Linked DNA regions of Xenopus tropicalis: region 1 is linked to region 2. A link is a contact called in public Hi-C data. All regions are on one chromosome and are shown on one strand. Each heading gives the region's core, a stretch centred on a gene start, on an enhancer-like site or on the middle of the called end of the contact. The rest is flanking DNA. Distances are from core to core; before and after follow the strand shown. Region 1 holds the start of foxc1 (forkhead box C1). Region 2 overlaps gmds (GDP-mannose 4,6-dehydratase).

Region 1 (4,075 bases), core at 366-2,865, 53 kb before region 2:
GAAAAGTAAAGTAACCCCATTTTACTGGAATGTAGCCTTTACTAAAATAAATCTCTCCTAAGAATGTCTTTAGGAGAGTCTCTCCAATAAAGTAATTATACAGAAAGTTTTGTGTTTAGAAGCAGAAGTGGGGAGTTATGATCTGCACTATAATTATAAAAGAAAGCTATAATAAGTTTATAGCCCATATAAGGAGACAGTTGCCAAATGGCTTAATTTCTCCTTTAGTTGATCAGAACTAAAATGCAGAGCTGCGCCCTATAGTGTGAAGTTTCCAGGCATCGCAGATTCTATGCAAAGTGGGGGGAAAGCCCCAAGCAGGTGGATATCGGTGGGAATAGTAGGGCGATCAGAAGCAACATATGGGCAGTGTAGGCAGCCAAGAACATTGTGGTGCCCATGCTACCAGGGAGGGCCACACACCACATCCCACACGGGACTTGCTTTGATTTGCAGAGCTGAAGAGAGCACAGGCAGGTGAGAATGGGGGGAGTGGGCTCTGGGCAACCAAATGGCCACATTGGCACCTTCCTCTTAAAAGAAAGCTCTCTGTAGATTAAACACAGGAGGTGAGCAGCCCATCACATACAAACCAATTTAGCAAGAGCCCAAACGTTCACACATGGGTTTGACATTTGTCAATGGCATTTAATTAGTTCTAATTCGATTTTCAGTGATGAGTGAGGGCATTTAGCACAGGACCCCCTCTCAACACATACACACATGTATCTCTTGTTCACACAAGGCACCCATTGTACTCCAGCATATACAATATATTTACATACATACATTCTGGAAATTATTTGTGCACAACTTTCACACTTGTTCTGCGCCCCAGGCTGGGAGGGGTGTGTAGGCACATCCAATAAAGCAAATGAACAGACCCCATATTGTCTATTTCTTATGGGGGCGCCTTCTCTACAACGGCCTGGCTGTGCTCAGAATGCTTACAATATAATGAGTCGCACTATCGCACTTACACCTTTTTATACATTTGCTGTTTGTATGAGTGAATGAATGAGTGTCATTGCGTCTCGAATGTGAATATTCCCCACGTTTTTCAACCGCCCCTTCCAATAAAGGAGATGGTGCAGCCCAATGTGAGGCTCCAGGCAGATGCCCACAGGGTACCAGCACTGAGCGGGAACATGCAGGGGGCAGAGTCTGTTGGATGGGTGGGTTATTAACTGCTAATAAGTAGTACGGAGAGACAATATCTATAGCTTTATACCTATCTATATAACTTTTATATCTATTATTGCAGTCAGAAATATGACTAGGAGTTAATCAGACACCCCACTACCTGTTACTATAACACTTAGAAACAATGATGTTCCCTGCACCCAGGGGGAGCTGACTGGGCACCATGGTGGGCTACTTGTGCCCTGGGTGTGACCCTTGGTTCCCGGGTGCTGGGCGGGTCGGTGTCTCAGTTCCTGCCGCTGCCGCTGGAACTGCCCTCGGTGTCAGTGTGGAAGTGTCTGTGTTTTTTCCATTCACAGGCCGGCTGCTGCTCCCTGATTGGTTCGCACCGTCGGAGTGGGCGGGGTTGGGCTCACAGCAGAGCGCTGTAGAAAAGTCCCAGGCTGCTGACTGATGCTCCAAACTTGCAAAGTTTTCCCGATGTGCCCCGAGCCTGCCAGCGCCTGAGTGCAGCGCCCCCACCCCCACAGTACGGGGCCAACCTCACCGCTGCCTCCCACTCCTGCACTGCCACATACCGGGGGTACGAGGGAACTAAGCGCCCAGCGCATCTGCCACACAGCCAGAGTCCGGAGCCGGGAGAGCCAAACCTCGGGTCCCCAGAGTTCTCTGCCGTCAGTGCCTCCCCTATTCCCAGCAGGTACTGGGAGATCCGGGTCAGTGGGGTGTGCATGCCACTTGTTCCCCATCGTTGTGCCCATCTGAGTGTGCCCGGGGCTGGCAGTGCCCGCTGCAGGAGGAGGCGGAGGAGCCATGCAGGCGCGCTACTCGGTGTCCAGCCCCAACTCCCTGGGAGTCGTGCCCTACCTCAGCGGGGAGCAGAGTTACTACAGGGCGGCTGCAGCTGCGGCGGCGGCAGGAGGAGGCTACACGGGCATGGCTGCCCCCATGAGCATGTACTCCCACCCCGCGCATGAACAGTACCAGGCCGGCATGGCCAGAGCCTATGGGCCTTACACCCCCCAACCCCAGCCCAAGGACATGGTGAAGCCCCCCTACAGCTACATCGCCCTCATCACCATGGCCATCCAGAACGCCCCTGAAAAGAAGATCACCCTGAATGGCATCTACCAGTTCATAATGGAGAGGTTCCCCTTCTATCGAGACAACAAGCAGGGCTGGCAGAATAGTATTAGGCACAACTTATCCCTCAACGAGTGTTTTGTCAAGGTGCCAAGGGACGACAAGAAGCCGGGTAAGGGCAGCTACTGGACCTTGGACCCGGACTCGTACAACATGTTTGAAAATGGCAGCTTTCTGAGGAGGAGGCGCAGGTTCAAGAAAAAAGATGTGGTCAAAGATGCCACTAAGGAGGACAAAGATCGGCTCCTGAAAGAGCATCATGGCAGCCAGCCCGCAGCCGCGCAACAGCAGCGCCAGCAGCAGCAGGGCCAGGCCCAAGCGGAGCAGGACAGCGGCTCCCAGCCGGTCAGGATCCAGGATATAAAGACCGAGAACGGCACCTCGTCTCCTCCCCAGGCCATGTCTCCTGCACTCAGCACGGTGCCCAAGATAGAGAGTCCGGATAGCAGCAGCAGCATGTCCAGTGGCAGCCCCCACAGCATCCCGTCCAACAGGTCCATGAGCCTGGAGGCTGCAGAGTCTCACCACCCGCACCAGCAGCACCACCACAGCCAGGGCTTCAGTGTGGATAACATCATGACCTCCCTCAGGGGGTCCCCGCAGGGCTCAGGAGAACTGCCTTCTCCCCTCATCTCCTCTTCCAGGACAGGTATCGCCCCCTCCTCCCTACTCACCTACTCCCCAGGCCAGGGCTCCATCTACAGCCCCCCCTGCAGTCAGGGCACAAGCAGCGGCGGTGGGGCAGGGACCTATCACTGCAACATGCAGGCCATGAGCTTGTACTCTGGGGACAGGTCGGGCCACTTGACTCCTGCCAACACCCCTGCAGCTACCACGGTGGAAGACACCTTACCTGACTATTCCATCACTACCACCACCACCTCTGCCCTGAGCCACGGCAACCAGGAGCACCCTCACCAGGGCCGATTGCCCTCTTGGTATCTCAATCAAGCTGGGGATTTGGGCCACTTGGCCGGGGCCACCTACCCGGGGCAGCAGCAGAACTTCCACTCGGTGCGAGAGATGTTCGAGTCGCAGAGATTAGGATTGAACAGTTCCCCTGTGAATGGAAATAGCAGCTGTCAGATGTCTTTCCCCCCCAGCCAGTCCTTGTACCGCACCTCGGGGGCGTTTGTCTATGACTGCAGCAAATTCTGACCAAAACGTTGAAAACAACTTTTCAAAATATTTTTTTTTAATAGGGATTTTTTTTATGAAAGGAAAAACACCCTCCACATCCAAAAATATCCTATGTGTTAGTTTTGTACAGACAGCAAATTGTGTCTTGGTTTGTTAAAATGGGACAGTGTTAAACTCGGAAAATAACACGTAAGTTCCTTCTGCTTGTGATACATGGCAAACTCGTAAGGTATTATTTCCCTGTGTTTAAGAGCGTATATTATATTATATATATATATGACAAGCTTCCATAGACTTGTTCTCAGATGTAAATTGCAATATAGTAATTTATTTAAAGAAAAAAATAAATGTACCAGGATTGTGTGGACCAAAACGCCCAGCCAGTGGCGATCAACTCACATACGATTATGTGTCGCAACTTTGGCGTTTTCATAACAAAAATTAAGGGATTTTGTATCCAAACTATTTTATCTATCAATTTGTTTTCTTGTTTTGAAAATATCCCGAAGGCTCTAGCACCGTTTGTTTCTTAATAAATTGCCATTCGATTTGAATGCTACCCACGTCTGCTACTTTGTATAAAGAAATAACAAACTTAAGGTATTTCCTATTTATATCAGCTAATTCTATTTTAAACAGGACAGAACAT
Region 2 (3,938 bases), core at 820-3,319:
AAAACAGAACTGCCCCTGTAGAACACAAACTGTCTGACAGTTTATTAATGTGACAACATATACTGCTTGTCTTCTGTACATGGGCTTCTTATTATACATAAACTTTCTTCATTTATATAGTTTATACACAAATGCAAACACACTATATCACCTCATCAAAAGCCTGCGAACATTGTCTGCAAGTCAACTCTGTATTTTTTCAAGTGATACGAAGAACAAATTGTAATACAGGTATGGGATCCCTTATTAGTCACCTGCGACAACGGAGATTTGACGCGACGCAACTAATCTCCCTGTGTACCCCTGTCCTTAAGGTATGGAGATTCAAATTATTATAAGTTCCCATATCCAGAAAGCCCCAAAGCAATCAAAATAATAGATACTATACCTGTAGTTGTAAAATTCAATTATATACAAATCCTTAAGACTGTAGTAGTATAAACTGGCCATGTGAAATACACCTGCTGGGCAGCCCAGGAAAATAGTGGGCCCACGGTGGCTCAGCTCTGACTAATTTGTGTAATTCCAAAACAATGTGGTGGGAGCAGAAAATTCTAGTTAAAACATTATTTAAGTAATCTGATGAAGTAATAATCTTGACATTTTTGTAAGTATCAGGTGATATAGGGTACATAATACTTTTTTCTTCTCTAAATGGCAACAAAACCCCATATCAATGTGCTGTGAGAATATATAATAAGAAAAAAAATGTAATATTATGTAGGTGGCCTCACATATATTCTTCTCTTAAGAGCAGTGCTCTTTGCACTGAGCAACTGAGCAAAGTAGAACAATGGGTACTGAAACCTCAGCGTGCAGCCGTCAGCATTTAAAAGCAAGTGTGTCGGCTAGCACTTGCTCACCTGGCTGATGCCTAGATTTAGCCACACTGTCAGGCAGGCTGCCAGATATGCTCTGAGGCTCTCTGTGCATGTTATACAAAGCCAGAAAATCTCACATCTGGCCCTAGCTTTACCCCCAGAAACTCACAGCAGTTGGGAAATACATTGTTTTTATGGAATAAAGTATATTAATGAAATAAAGTAACATTTTCTACTTACAATATAAAGTATATTATTGTAGTAATTAGTTTGCAACAACCTAACAGACGGTCAGTAAAGCAGTGCCATTAATTACATAGAAATGAATGCCCTGGAACAACTTGGTTTTGTCCATGAAATAGCTACTCTGGGAAAGTTTTCCCACTCTCATACTAACCTCTGTGATTAGTCTGGTCAGCACAAAAATATTTAAGGGGGTTTCCTGCATTGCTGCCAACAAATTCCATAAAATACAGACACTTGGGGAATACACATAATACACTGATACATATATATTTTTTAAACTTTATATGTAGTCACGTATCTGTATTTAACAGGGTCCCTTTCACCAGATTCATTGAAGTCTTAGAAAGGTTTCCTTTAGCATGTTTTTGTTCATATCACTGTTTGTAGGGGGCCACATTGTACAACTTGTTTGGATAATTTGCCAGGTTTCCAACAAACTGATGTCTGAAGGGACTGCAGGTTCCCATCTCTTTTTTGAGGGGTAAGGTTCAAAGAAACCAATTCACAGTTCATCGCACCCAAAACCATAAATCCATGTTGCTGATGTCCCCAGAGGTTGCATAAATTAAGTCACTGGCTAATCTTAAGGCAGATGGGGACTCATATTTGTAACGATCCAGTGCCAGTGAAGTCACCCATGGGACATAAGCCATACTAAATATCAGGGATACCTGAAGTCAACCATTCGTTGGGAACTTTAGTTCATCTATATATTTATTGCATGACCATGAAACCTGATTTAGATGTTCAAGAGGACTAGTAGCGGTATATATATAATATTCAAAGTTCCAGATTTTCATTTTTATGTCTAAGATAAGACAATAAGTGTTATTTTTGTCAGTCAATTGCATGTAAAACCACTTTCATTAAAGGTATTTGTGTCAAAATGAACTCCTTGCATTTCCGTATAACTAAGCTCAGTGTTGCTCAGTCCTTGCTGCCTTCATTCTGAACTGAATGCTGCTGCACCCATTGATGCAAAGGAACCCTGAAGCTACATCCACCTCCACACCAGGCTGTAGTTCCCTATGCGTCCAGCATCAATATACACAGCACAACTGTGCCTAAAGAATTGGGCCAATTTTTGACCAATTGTATCAGGCGCATCTCTCCCTTGTGACTGCAGTGGTGCTGGAATTCTGAGAAAACACTACATTTTGGGGAAAAATGTAATGCATTCTAACTGTAACTAAGTAACTTGCTGGAACTATATATATATTATATATAATTATAATTATGAACATTATGAATTAAAGAATATCAGAAACTACACCCTAAATATGTATCATACTTATAGTGCAGAGCATAAAAAAGTGAAAGATTAAGGCTGCTTTATCTAAATGCTTTTCCGATCAGCCATATCTCTATGGATAAGGAAAAGAGAGCAGGCAGCCAGCTACATGCAGTTCTATTTACAAATTAACCAGCTGCAGCAGAAACAGCCACCGTGAGCATCGCCCTCCCCCAGCTGACACCCACCAAAACAAAAGAACTTTTGTATTTAATTGAAGGTGATGCATACCATCCCTGGGCTGACATATACAAACAGTTTAAAAGTCAGTCACTTTGGGGTAGAATTCACATCAGCCTGGCGCAGTCTATTAAAGCCCCTGATTGGAGCCTTATGTTTTACTGGTGACACTGTCACTTTTATCGTGATAATAAGCTCCAGATTATTACCTAGGGATTCCAGGTAATCCTATAATAGAAAGGTTGTTACAGGACAGATCAATATCCTAAATGAACTGTAGCTAATATCACAACATTGGCACAGGGCTTCTGAAGGCTGTAATTATTTGGGATCTTTAAGCTACACAAGCCTACTTGTTACTTAGCACTTACATGGGTTTTTAATAAAAACATAATGGTGGCTGCTTCATAATTTATTCCAATGGCTTTGTGAAAGCAATGAATACAGGAGAATCTTTATGTGACAGTTTTGAAAAATTTTAGTCCTGGGACTAGCAAACACCATCTAATATGAGGACTGCTTTCAATGTGCCAATGTTTTATTTTAATTTATTGGAGTGTGAGAGTTAACCCACAGGCCCCAATAAACAATACTGATATTACTGAGGAACACCATGGATTGTGGAATGGATGGCAAAGCCACAAACAATTAGATATAGTTTTAAATTTAAGAAAATTAGACATTTGGGAAGGGTTAGGCAAGCTTTGATTGCAGCAGTCCATTTTTATATCTAAAGTACAGCAGGACGTAGGTTTATAATAATTTACTTGTATATATTATGGCTTGAAAACCTTAGCAGCAGTTCAGCTTTGGGAAACAAAACTGTTGCAAATCCTTGGAAACTGGCAAAAACTCAAGATATAAAACCAACCCTCAGAGCAGGGATCCCCAACCTTTTATACCCGTGAGCCACATTTAAATGGAAAAAGTGTTGGGGAGCAATACAAGCATTAAAAATGTTCCCAATAAGAGTTATAATTGGCTACTTAATACTACTTACTAGCCCCTATGTGGACTGGCAGCCCACAGAAGGTTCTGTTTACCTCCTAACTAGAGATTCAAAAATAAACACCTGCTTTGAAGCCACGGGGAGCAACATCCATGGGGTTGGGGAGCAACATGTTTCTCACGAGCCACTGGTTGGGGAACACTGCCTTAGAGCAGCGGTGGGCAAACTTATTAGTCAACTGAGCCAAATATCAACAAAACAGCGATTGAATTTCTTTTGAGAGCCAAATTTTTTGCACTGTCACTGGCTCACTCGTGCATGAAACGAGCGAGCCTCCCCTGCACTGCGTATCCCACCCCCCACCTGTGCCACATCTCCCATAGCCCAAAGCCCTCCTGCTGATTTTTGCTACGGGCAACGAAAATGCGATCGCACTGTTCGTGCGAGCCCG

Evidence for each region. Hi-C and Micro-C count contacts between places; a contact is called where the count stands out from the background.
Region 1: a contact with region 2 is called in a Hi-C map of neurula embryo, with 1.4 times the contacts expected there. The contact joins the promoter of foxc1 here to the enhancer-like site in region 2.

The regions. Positions count from the first base shown.
Region 1 is chr6:86,658,064-86,662,138 of UCB_Xtro_10.0, reverse strand. It overlaps foxc1 (forkhead box C1), which reads left to right and starts at 1,615. Exons shown (of 1, transcript NM_001007863.1): 1 at 1,615-3,985. The coding sequence starts at 1,957. The coding sequence ends at 3,444.
Region 2 is chr6:86,605,797-86,609,734 of UCB_Xtro_10.0, reverse strand. All of the region lies in intron 10 of gmds (GDP-mannose 4,6-dehydratase), which reads right to left. Among named protein-coding and RNA genes, the nearest start is that of foxc1, 53 kb to the left of the region's middle. Within about 2 kb of position 2,069, at least 2 of the 11 cell types and tissues checked have an H3K27ac peak or open chromatin away from gene starts, as enhancers often do. A contact at or near this core is called in neurula embryo, where this site is marked.